2 separate regions of the Sus scrofa genome follow, and region 1 is linked to region 2. The links are chromatin contacts, called in public HiChIP or PLAC-seq maps. All regions are on one chromosome and are shown on one strand. The core of a region is the stretch at or near the end of the contact, and the rest is flanking DNA. Distances in the headings are between cores, read along the strand shown. Region 1 holds the start of SMC5 (structural maintenance of chromosomes protein 5). Region 2 holds the start of PTAR1 (protein prenyltransferase alpha subunit repeat-containing protein 1).

What was found. HiChIP or PLAC-seq counts read pairs in DNA pulled down with a chosen protein or histone mark.
Region 1: an H3K27ac HiChIP or PLAC-seq map of skeletal muscle shows a contact between it and region 2, with 3 times the contacts expected there. The contact joins the promoter of SMC5 here to the promoter of PTAR1 in region 2. A contact is called at or near these places in 1 of 5 promoter capture datasets (liver), 4 of 47 Hi-C or Micro-C datasets (embryonic fibroblasts, heart right ventricle, liver and 1 more) and 1 of 2 datasets of contacts at active chromatin or transcription factors (skeletal muscle).

The regions. Positions count from the first base shown.
Region 1 is chr1:223,558,593-223,565,179 of Sscrofa11.1, reverse strand. It overlaps SMC5 (structural maintenance of chromosomes protein 5), which reads right to left and starts at 4,909. Exons shown (of 24, transcript XM_021064744.1): 1 at 4,578-4,909; 2 at 1-135. The coding sequence starts at 4,774.
Region 2 is chr1:223,087,612-223,093,612 of Sscrofa11.1, reverse strand. PTAR1 (protein prenyltransferase alpha subunit repeat-containing protein 1) reads left to right here and starts at 3,934. Exons shown (of 7, transcript XM_005654497.3): 1 at 3,934-4,148. The coding sequence starts at 4,063. It also overlaps a transcript of C1H9orf135 not described here.

The DNA.
Region 1 (6,587 bases), core at 3,660-6,159, 470 kb before region 2:
GCCCGTCCCATGAAAGCAGGTTTGCCCGCTAATCCAAGGCAAATGGCACACACGATGCTGGACTTCCCTGTTCCATTAGCTCCAATAATCATATTCAAGTGGGGCCCAGGAGATACTTCACAGATATCATATGTTCTAAATTATAAAGAGGTAATATTACTAAGCAGAGATAATAAGTGAAGGATAGTTTCTTACCAAAGCACATTTTCTTACATTACAGGCTTCCTCAAATTCCTTTGAAAACCACCTAACCTTATTAATTTAATGTAAGGTTAATTTACAGATTATTAATCAACTAGAGGGAAAAATCTGTTAGTGGGAGAAATGAAAAAGTGATAATGCATATCTAAAATAAGAACATTCAAAAATAAAAATTAAAAAAAAGAACATTCATGGAGAAGTAAGACTTCATGTGCTTTTCTTCAAATATAAAGTTTGCTGAATAAAGCGAAGTTTGATATTATTCTTTAACACATGAGAGTGTATTAAAGCTAATGTACAAATAAAATAACTTTAAAACAAATTATACTTATAAAAATGAAGCCATAGCTCATCCTAAATCTGTGGATCTTATATTTATATTTCTCTCACTCTGTTTTGTTTTTTTTGGGGGGGGGGTCAGTATAACCTAAAGGTTAACTGATTATTTATTTCTCTTGAATTAAAATGCTTACTAGCAACTTCTCATGGTTTAATACTTGAAAACAATCCAAATTATCTTTATTCTAGTTAGAATACTGAAAATATATCAATTCAATAATTTCATTTTATTATTAATTTTAAAAATAATATCCATTTCCTTTAATATACTGTCAGACATTCACCAAAGGATCTACTTTTAGCATATATTCAAATAAATTTTATTCCTATGGGAGGAAAGAGGAGTGTATCATCTCCAAGCACTTCTGTAATATTCCTTCATATCAGGAAGCAGCATGCTCTCTAGCCTCTACCTGCAATAGCGGCATCTAATCCTTATCAGTCCTCAGGGACAACTAGGGCAAAATGTGAAGCAAACTCTGACTCAGATATCTTTCCAACTTGTCTTTGAATATCTTTTTTTTTTTTTTTTTTTGTCTTTTTGGTATTTCTTGGGCCGCTCCCGCGGCATACGGAGGTTCCCAGGCTAGGGTCATATCGGAGCTGTAGCCACCGGCCTACGCCAGAGCCACAGCAACGCGAGATCGAGCCGCGTCTGCAACCTACACCACAGCTCAGGGCAATGCCGGATCCTTAACCCACTGAGGAAGGCCAGGGACCGAACCTGCAACTTCATGGTTCCTAGTCGGATTCATTAACCACTGCGCCAAGATGGGAACTCCTATCTTTGAATATCTTGAATTAGAACCCATAAGTAATGTTCTGTTCCCATAGAGTTTAAGTCAGCTGCCAACTAATTCCCCAAGAATAAAAGCTTAGCCCGCTACTAACCTGCCAAATATTTTAACCAAGTACACTTCAACTTTAATACTCAAAGAAATTAATAATTCTGAAATGCCAGGTGGTAATAAAATAAATACAGGTGAGTAGCATTTTCTGGCTGGTTTCCAACTCCATAACTCTGCACAGCACCTACCTATCTTTTCAGATGCTTTATTCTGTTAACAGCTGAGTCTTAAAGCAACTCTTTACAATGGTTAAAATAAAACTAGTTTGGGAATTTCAGACATCTGGAAAATTAACTGACTTGGAACTTCTTAATCCCAACACATGAAGCCCCATTTTTTAATACTTGCATTTCCTACCATTAAATTTCTGAGCTACTGCTGTTATCTCATGTATTCTTCACAGTCTTAGGTAGCATCTATAAGTCAGGTGACCTATAAATGCAATTACCACCTCGAGAATGCTATTTGGATGGCTCATAACAGACTTCAAAATTGAGAACTAAACCCACCATCTTTTCCATCTAAAGCCACTCTTGCGGTCTCTTAGTGAATGACATCAAGGCATTAGTTTTGCATCATCTTTGATTCTTACCTTCTCCTTCACCTCTATCCACACTACCACTCCTTCATCCAATCACCAAATCATGTTGGTAGAGAAACAAATCTGACATTACTTGTTTAAAAAAAAGAGAAAGAAAAATAGGACCCTTCATAATTTAGCTCTAACTCATCTTTTTCTACTATCTTCTTCCTCTATGCTCTAATAAGACCTCTAAATTCAATCCGTAAAGAATTTCCTTCAGTTTCTCGACTATCCCTTATGCTTCCTTCTTTTTCTAAGCCTTGTGCACACTATTCCTTCTGCCTAGCACTCTCTCTCTCCACTCTCAATCCCATTTGACTTGGGAAATCCTTTCCTAGACTACTCTCTCTGGCCATTTTGGTTTTCTATGCCTCAAAGACCTCTCCACTGTGAACATAAAACAAAACTTCACCTAGCTTTGCACTTTCCAACTACCTTTTCTTGCTCCTCTTCACATTCAAGCTATATTTCCCCACGTTCATTCACACTTCTATTACTTAGTTTTCTGCCTACACGACTTCATCAAAGAGTCAAAGATTTCCTAACTGCTAAATGCATGGGTTCTTTTCTCTCCTGTAATCTGAATTCAAAGTAGCAAATGATGTTTTTGGATCTTTTTCCTTGGCTTCTTTGATAATACTCTCCCACAGTTCTCCTCTTACTTCTCTGAACAGTTCCTTCTCAATCTGTGAGATATGCCTGGCCTTAAATACAGGGATTTCTCCAGGACTCTGTACTTGGTCTTCTATTCCCAATCATATTTCCTTTTGGGCAATTTCAACCATTTCTGCAATTTCAACAACCACTTATATGCATGATTTCCAATTCTCTCTCCTGTTCACATTTTCCAGTAAGCTCCAAACACTTAGAAATATTGCCTATAGGAGTTCCCTTGTGGTACAGTGGGTTAAGGATCTGGTGTTGCCATGGGAGTGGCTTGGGTTGCTGTTGTGGCATGGGTTTGATCCCCGGCCTGGGAACTTTGCATGCTGTGGGTACAGCAAAAAACCAAAAACCCTCCCTACAGAAATCTTTTAGATGTCCCACAGGAAACTTCAAGTCACAGGTTCCAAAAGGCATTTATTATCTTCCCCAAACTGTTCCTTCTACTGAATACCACTATAAATGTCCAATTCTCCAAGGCAGAGACTTAAGAAAAATGCTGCATCCTCCCTTACTATCATGCCTCACAAATAATCTGCAGCCGGACCCTGTCAAATCTCTTCTTTCTGCTCCCACTTTCCAGCGTTAGGGTCAAACTCTGAATCATCTCTGCCCTTGTATTGTAAAAGCCTTGTTGCCTTCACTTTTGCACCTTTTCTAAATGATCCTTCACAATGCTGCTGAAGTAATATGTCACATGTCATGCATGCACTTAACCTGGCAACCTACAGCATAGAACTGGAATTCCTCAGCATAGGAAACACAGACCCCCAAGAGTTGTCTTCAGTATAAACCCTGTTCACATATTCACATCCTGTGCTCTAACCATATTAAAATACTGGAAACTTCTTAATCATAACCATTTCAGGTAATTCCTTCTGTCAGCAATGCTCTTCCTTTTTAAGAATGTCATAATCTCCAGTACAAAGCCCTTCTCACAGTTGTGGACAAAATTAACCATTTTAGCCATTGCTCCCCCCTTGCATCCTGATGCACATATGTTATTAAGGCAAATACTTCGTTTGATTATATTTATCTTTCCTGATTTGGATTCAAACAACAATTCCGCTACTTATTAGCTGTGTAAACGTGGGCAAATTAACCTCTGAGCTTATCAATGGAAATAATATAAAGAGTTGTTACCAGGAAAGAATGAGAGCATTGTGTAAATAAAGCACCTACTTCTATAGCACATGACAGATGTTTGAAAAATAATGTTAGTAATGTTACTGCAATTCTGTTTTCCCTATGTTACTCTGCGCAAGCTTAAAAAAAAATAAATCTTAAATGAACTTTAAGGTGCTAAACAGATACACGGTATTTGTGTTAAAACATATTTAAAAATTCTACAGTGAGTATTATGGTTAGTTGTCTGAAGGGATAAAAAAGGAACCAGAAAGCCAGATTTGAAAGGGTCAAGGGTCTTCTGGGAGCGCAATAACTGAGAGTAAGGCTTAATTTTCAGGTACATTTCAACCTCCATTAGGAAACCTTCACCATCTTTGTCCACCTAGCAACTGCCTACTCTTCACGAATCTGTCACGGCATCACTGCCGTTCTGATTTAACTGTTGCTTCCTCTGAGTTCCCAAGAACCACAGTTTTGCCAATTACAGATTACGTCCTACCTCTACAGGCTGTGACTCCCAGGGGGCAGAGATCGAATCCCTACTACGTCCACTGCCCGCCATATGACGTCTTCAAACAACATTGGCGTTAAGAATTAAAAAAAAACATATCACCCAAGACACACTCCTACCACATCGACACACACGTCAATCTTCATGGCCGACGAATAAAACTCCTGACGGCAATCTCAGCACGAATTTACTGTTAAACCCACAAGCCAGGCACACATCCACCCACCTACCCCTGCACGCATGCAGCCTGCGCCCCCAGCCCGAGGGCCCGCTCGCCTCCCCAGCCCGGCCTCTGGCCACTCACAGGAAGTTCTCCATCGCGATGCGGACGATAGAGCCTTCTACGAAAGGCCCTGAAGACTGCAGCGGCAGTGGAGGCGGCGCCGCCGGCGGGGCCGAACTCTTTTTCTTGCTCGGGACCTCCGACGAGGGATCTCTGGGGAGAGCTCTCTTGGAGGCCAGGGGGATTGGTGTAGACGTTTTCTTGCTCGGTGTCGCCATTCTGGCTTCCTTTCCTTCTTGAGCTGGCTTCCGTTCCCACCGACCTGCAGCCCCTGCGCTCCAGCGCCCGGCTCCCGCGCGACCTGCCCTGGCGCGCGACTCCCCCACCCCCTGCCGGGAGCCCGCCCTCGCGCCTGCGTAGTTGAGATCGCTGGCGTCAGCGGTCACGCACCGCCCAGTGCTGGGCCTGGAAGGCCGAAACCCTTGCGAAAGCGGGGGTGGAGCTGGGGGAAGCTGCTTCCGGTCACTTTTCTCTATGTCTGTATACTTTGAGAAGTTTTGTTTTGGTTTTGTTTTTTAACTCAAAAAAAGACATCAGTTGCATTTAGTATTTTGAAAGCCTTTTCAGTGCTCTGAGGAAACATCCGGGAGAGAAAGGAGGACGGTGTTTGTGATGGCACCTCGTGTGGGCAACGTCAGACCCCATTGGTGATGCTCGGAGTCTGCCCTCGGTTCGGGCCTCTTCGTCTTCTTTCTTTGTTTTCAAGCAGGTTCCCATGTCCAAAAAGAAAGAAAAGAAAGGAAACTCTTCCAAATGGCTCTATGCCTTCCTCTCTCTTAAAGCATGGCGCTATGGTCTCCTGCACTCTCCAACTGGTAGAAAGACTGCACCACACAGATTCTCCTCATTGACTGTCCATCCCCTCGTTAATTCCCTTTTAAGACTCCCTCCCTCGAAGTTTCCGGAAACCCCGGAGCTCCCTGGCATGGTGTAGAGGGTGTTCCACTTAAACTGGCTCACATTTGTCTAATTAACCTCCCTTTTAAGATGAGCTTCCTGCGACCTACTTATGTGTCATTCCTCAACTGATAATGTCTAATCTACCAGAGGCTGGGTTGTGGCCTTGAGGGAGTGAGTGGAGAGATAGAAAAAGAACAAGTTAACCTAATTTCTGGCGGAGATAGATGCTCAGAAGAGAAAAACAGAATGAATGTGATGGAGAGGCAGGGAAGGCCTGTCAGAGGGAGTGATATTTGGGCTAAACCCTGAAGGCGAAGAAAGAGCCAGGTGTGGAAATAAGAAAAGAGCATTCTGGGCAAAGACAAAGGCTGTGGTTGGGGGAGTAAACCATGGAAGGAGTTAACAAAGGGAAGGCTGGCAGTAGAACCCTGATTTCTGACTCCTGGACCAATGCTCCTTTTCCAGGTTTCTGATTCTTTCTCTCACAGGAGTGAAATCCACGCTCTCAAAGTTATAATCAACGAAAAAATGAGTTGGAAAAACATGTAAAATTTTCATGGTTATTAGGAAAAAAATATATATTTATAAAATTTTGACTTTGCTTGCAGCATGAAGTTCCCAGGCCAAGGATGTAACCTGCACTATAGCTGTAACCACGGCAGTGACAATTCTGGATCCTTAAGCTGCTGAGCCACCAAGGAGCTCCACAAAAAAATTTTAAATAGAAATTAAAGAAGAATTTTGAAACTTCTGAACAGGAAATAATAAAGATAGTGTTTAGGAGGGCACTATACCGTTATATGCTACACTGCTAGTAGAAATTGTTTGAAAAGTAACTTGGTACTCTGCTTCAAGAGCCTTTGATGAGTCAATTTCTTTGGAGAAATAGTTGTATTTGGGAAAATCTACCCTAATAGTAAAATAATACAGGCAGCAGTAATAGGAGTTAAGAGTGGGGAACCAATATAACCATCTTTATACCATCAACAGTTCTTCAGTGAATTAATCAAATTATGCTTATAAACTTGAAAGTTGGGAAAGGGCCTCTGAACTTGTGATGACCCCACAAATGTGCACACACTATGCGTTCTTGCCTGAGCACCGCCAGTCATGCTCTACCACCATCTTTTG
Region 2 (6,001 bases), core at 2,685-5,184:
GAATGAAATCAGAACATTCTCTAACACCATACAGAAAAATAAACTCAAAATGTTTTAAAGACCAAACGTTAAGGTCAGGTACTCTAAACCCCCTATAGGAAAACATAAGCAGAATATTTTCTGACATAAATCACAACAATATCTTTTTTGGCCCACCTGCTAGGGTAATAAAAATAAAAACAAAAATAAATAAATAGGACCAAATTCAACTTAGAAGGCTCTGCACAGCAAAGGAAATGATTAAAAAAGAGAGAGAGAGACAAACCACAGAATGGGCAAAAAAACAACCACAAGGGATTAATCTCCAAAATATATAAACATCTCATGTAGCTTTACAAAAAACAAACAATTCAAAAAATGGCCAAAAGGTCTAAAAAGACATTTTGCCAAAGAAGACACACAGATGGACAAAAAGCATATGAAAAGATGTTCAACATCACTAATTATTAGAGAAATGCAAATCAAAACTACATTGAGATACCACCTCACACCAGTCAGAGTGCCCATCATCAAAAAGTCTACAAACAATAAATGCTAGAGAGGGTGTGGAGAAAAGAGAACCTTACTACACTGTTGGTGGGAATGTAAACTGGTATGTACGTACTGTTCCATTAAGGAACAGTCCTAGGCATCTATCTGGAAAAAATCATAACTTGAAAAGATACATTTACCTCAGTATTCCTTGCAACACTATTTACAATAACCGAGACATGGAAGCAACCTAAATGTCCATCACCCAAGGACTGGATAAAGAAATATGGTAATATATACATTGGAATATTACTAAGCCATAAAAAAGAACAATGCTATTTGCAGCAACATGGACGGACCTAGAGATTATCATATTAAGTGAAATAAGTCAGAGAAGGAAAAATACCATATGATATTATTTACATGCAGTATCTAATAAAAATGATATAAAAGAACTAATTTATAAAACAGAAACAAACTCACAGATTCCAAAATCAAAGTTATAGTTACCAAAGGGGAAACCCTGGGGGTAAGGGATAAATCAGGAGGATGGGATTAACACATACACATTGGTATATATAAAATAGATAACTAACGAGGACCTATTGTGTAGCATAGGGAGGTCTATGCAATGTTCTATAATAACCTGTATGGGAAAAAAGAATAGGTATATGTATAACTGATTCACTTTACTGTACACCCGAAACTAATACAACATTTTAAATCTAACGTACATTGTAAATCAAATGTAAATAAAATTTTTAAAAATCAATCTTCAAGAAAATTAGTATGCATGAGATAGTTTGCTTATCAACAAATAAATGCATCCAACATTTTAACATATACTCTAAAAAAATTTTTTTTTTTTTTTTTTTTTTTGCTTTTTAGGGCCATGCCTGTGGCATACGGAAGTTTCCAGGCTAGGGGTGGAATCAGAGCAATAGCTGTTGGCCTACACCACAGTCACAGCAAGCAGGATTTGAGCCACATCTGCAACCTACACCACAGCTCACCACAATGCTGGATCCTTAACCCACTGAACAAGCCGGAGATCAAACCTGTTCCTCATGGATACTGGTCAGATTTGTTAACCGCTGAGCCATGACAGGAACACCTAAAAACTTTTATTATAAAAATTATATTTTGTTCTTTGCATTATTTAGTAAAATTCTCCTATAAATATACCTCCTCCTAAGAGTTTGGTATATACTCTAGTTACAATGTGCTTTTAAATGACCAAATAGTATTTCAGCATATAGATTTGCTGTCATTTAATCAGTTCCCAATGTGGTGCAGTTAAGCTACTTACAATATCGCATTACTAGTATGTGTATTTTGCAGATGCCGGAACATAAATCTTTGAATCCTCAAAAAAATCATACTAGGAGTTTCCCTCGTGGCTCAGCAGAAATGAATCTGACTTGTATCCATGAGGACACAGGTTCGATCCCTGGCTTCACTCAGCAGTTTAAAGATCCAGCATTGCCACGGCTGTCGTGTAGGTCGCAGATGTAGCTCAGATCTGGCATTGCTGTGGCTTGGCACAGGCCAGTGGCTGTAGCTCTGATAGGATCCCTAGCCTGGGAACCTCCACATGCCATGGGTGAGCCCTAAAAGACAAAAAAAAAAAAAAAAAAAAAAAAAAAGCTAAATTTATCATATCCTATTCTTATACATGTATCATTATTAAAGTTACATGAATTTCAATTCTTCTTTGAACCTCAGCTTCCTTACCTGGAAAATAAGAGGGTTGGCTCAGAGTTCCAGTATACTTTAACTATAAAAAATTTGAATTCTAAACATAGCAGATCTTTAATAATTGGGTGATACAATTTGTGAACTCAGAAGAAACATGAGACATATAATTCACACCTTTCAAATGAGTATAAATAGGGTGTGTGTGCATATATGTGTGTGTATATGGGAAGGGGACACACAGAACCATAGAGGTGTTACTTTCCTGGAATATCAATTTCACTTCAAGATTTAGGGACAAAGTTTGGTTTTTTCCCTCTAAATGTATTAGAGTGAAACAAAAAAATCACACTAATTTTTAAGATAAAAATAAATTCTTAAAAAAATTTATATTTCAGTGCAGTTCTTTGAGATCTGCCCCAGAAGTCAGGATTTATTTCCCACTTCTATTAGGAAAGGATGCAAGGCTCTGATTCCTTGAAGAGGAAGAAGACTATCAGTGAACTCAAAACATTTCAGAATTGGTATCACATTTTAAGAGTAATTAGGACATTAGAGGTTGTCTTTGGGCTTGGAATCTAAAAACGAATTCAATCTACTGCCTCATTTGAGAATTTGCCAACAAGTTAGGGTTTGTTTGACCTGACTAAAACATGTTCCATCTTGCTTTTTACAATTTTATGCAACTTCTATCTCTTTTAAAAACCAGAAGACCAGTGTCGATACAGCAGGTCTTGCCTTTCTAAACATACCCACAGGGAGTATCAATCACTGAATATAGTTCATTTATATTTTTTATTCATTGCTTTACAATTTTGCCTCCTGTGTATGGTTTTTACTTTCACTACCACCAACTCTACTTCAAATGCTCCACATACATTCACATTAAACTTGCATTTAAAAAAAAAAAAAGTTTTTAAAAGATAACACTTCAAGGATTTAAGTAAAAGGAACTGAACCAAAAGCAGCCAGATTTTTCTAACAGAGAAGGTTGAAAGAAAATCTGATATACGAAAATTTGATTTATGGCATTTCAAAATCCAAACGGAATAGAAAGCCAGTTTTTCTTATAAAAATTATTTGTAGCAGGGTAAATAGTTATTAAGAACAAACCTTAACCGGGCCTTGTTTTTTTAACTCCAAAATTAACAGGCACCATTCAAAGGACACCAGATCTGAAAAACAGCTTTGTACTTCTACTTTCAACATGACAGCAAAGAACTTTTTCTTTATTCTCCTTTTTCTTCCTTTAATCCATTTAGTAATTTTTTAAAATTAACTTTTTGAAAAGAGTTGCCCAGTGGCCAGAACCGGCAGGCAGGTACAAAATGAGGTTACCAAGAAGGTCCGATTGGGACTCATTCCACCAAGAGCGTCTCTGAGCGGCCTCATCTCTCCAACTAAGAAAATAGAGACAAGCTCTCATACCGTGCCAAGGGACTAACTGCTTAACAGGGCTCTCACTCTTGGTTAAACTTTCTCGGAGCATTCTGGGACCTGGCTCGTTTCCTGAACAGCTGAGAGAGGATTGTTCAGGCCAGTCTCCGGCTTTGGAGTGATCTTAGGACCCCTCCCTCCTCAGCCCCAAGTGGACTAGAAATTAAAACAAAATGTGTACAACAGCGACCTGAAGTAACTGTAAATAAACCAGCAGCACCATCTCCTCCAATAATTGGGAAGTCCGGGACCAAGCCAACCACCGGAGCCCCACTAGGGACCACACCCCCGGTGCGGAGAGGGGGAGGGTAGCTGACCCGGAAGTGTTCCGCGGCGGCCGAGGAGCGGGGTCGGGGGCGCAGCCAAACCGGCGCACACGGGCGCGCTCCCCGCGGAACTCCCGCGGGCGGCTCGGCGCTCTCCCGGAGGCGCGCGCGAGCCGCCGCTGCCGCCACCAACATGGCCGAGACGAGTGAAGAAGTGGCGGTGCTGGTGCAAAGGGTGGTAAAGGACATCACCAATGCCTTCAGGAGGAACCCACACATGTGAGTCGCGCGCCCGCAGCTCCTCCTGCCTGCGCTGCCTCCGGGGGTCGTCGGGGGCGGGCGGGGGCGGGGCCAAGCCTGGAGGCGACCTCGGGCGGCGGGTTCTGGCCCACGCGCTCCTCTCGGGAGCGAACAGTGCTAGATCGGGGCTGGACCATTGTCGGCCGCCGCGGGGCCCGCTTTCCGCTACCCGAAGGCGTTTGCGGTTGAGTCCCTAGAAGTGACCTCAGAAAATTAAAACGTAGTGACTTTGTTTGGTTCTCCTCCCTACCACTCCTTTCCCAGGAGTTCACCAAACTCGGAAGACTTCACCTGTAAGTCCATGTCCTACATCCATTTAAGGTATAGGGGCAAAGACACACTGTGGGTCTGTGTGTGCTTTGTTAACTCAACTCATTGGATGCTCCTCCCGGATCTTCGTAAGGAGGGGTTACCGATCGTCTGTACTCTCCATGGGCCAGAAGACCCTCAGTTACTAGCCAGAGGTAGTTTCAGGCTGCTTTTGACTTTCGCTTCACCTAACCCAAGATTGTAGAGGGACATTTTGTTTTAAAAGCGAACAGAGCATTCTCAAGAGTGTAGCTTCTGTAGGCACAGGTTGGGTCTGGTGTAAAGCAGATGAAACCTCAACACTTTTTAGCATTAGCTGATTCATAGTTACAGGGAGCCTATTAACTCTTTTTATTCGAACACTGCTGCCCTCTTTAAGTAGGACACCACAAAACTGACACATGTATCTTTCCCTCCTTCCTCTCCATTTTACTCCGGATGGATACAAGAAGAGACTGCTTTCTTTCTGACACTTAGGCTTTCATGTAACGAGTGAAAAGAAAACTTAAAAGAAGAGGCATGTTACATATTATACAAAAGAATAAGGAAAAAGCAAGAGTGTAGCTCTTTTCCCATCCTTTCTCCCTCATCCCTTCTCCCCTCAAAAGAAAGAAACACAGAATCCAGTTTTACATTATTTTCACTTTAATTGCTGATGGAGTTTATTTTTAATATTTTATTCTTTCAACTGAAACACATGAATTATTCTTTTTAACTATTCTAACTCCTTAAGCTTTTCTGCTTAAAAGAGGTGCCAAAACTTCATCTAGATGAAGTGTTCTTTTCCTTCAAGGTGATGCCCTCAGATGTCTTGCTCCCTTGTGGCACTCAATTGGAGACCTGCAACTGTGCCTCATTAAAAACAAAACACTGCTGACCTCAAACCACACCTGCTGCCTCTAACAGGGTCCTCTTCCTTCTCCCTAGTGACTGCTGCCTTTTTCAGAATGAGAGTGTTTGGAATGATTTCCTGCCAGTAACCATAGTGGGTACTGGGCCTTCTAAAGAATGCTTTGATGCCTTGTTGTATATCAGTCTTTTAGTCCCTTTTGAGAATGAGAGCTTTAGCACAAACCAGAGACATCCTCCAAAAAAAAAGTTGGACAAATGAAGGGCCTATTTTCTTATCATTGCAGTTATTTTTCTTAAAAAAATTAAGGCAGAGGTTAGAAAAAAGACTAATAAGTACCATAATCATCTTTCTTTGTCTTCTTTGAAGTAAACTAGAAAAGCATCAGTATTTTATATTTGAAGAAATTGAGACTGAGTGTTCATTGGTTTGGCAGGGTGACACAGTGAAGTTTGGAACTTTTGGAACACATCCTAGTCCTTATGGATCATATTTATTGAAACTCGTAAAATATTTTAATGCCCCCCCCCGCCCCGCATGTTGCACTTTTCTATTTTTCTTTCTTAATTTTTTTTTTCTTTAACTTTTAGGGCTGCACCAGCAGCATATGGAAGTTCCCAGGCTAGGGGTCAAATTGGAGCTGCAGCTGCCAGCCTACACCACAGCCACAGCA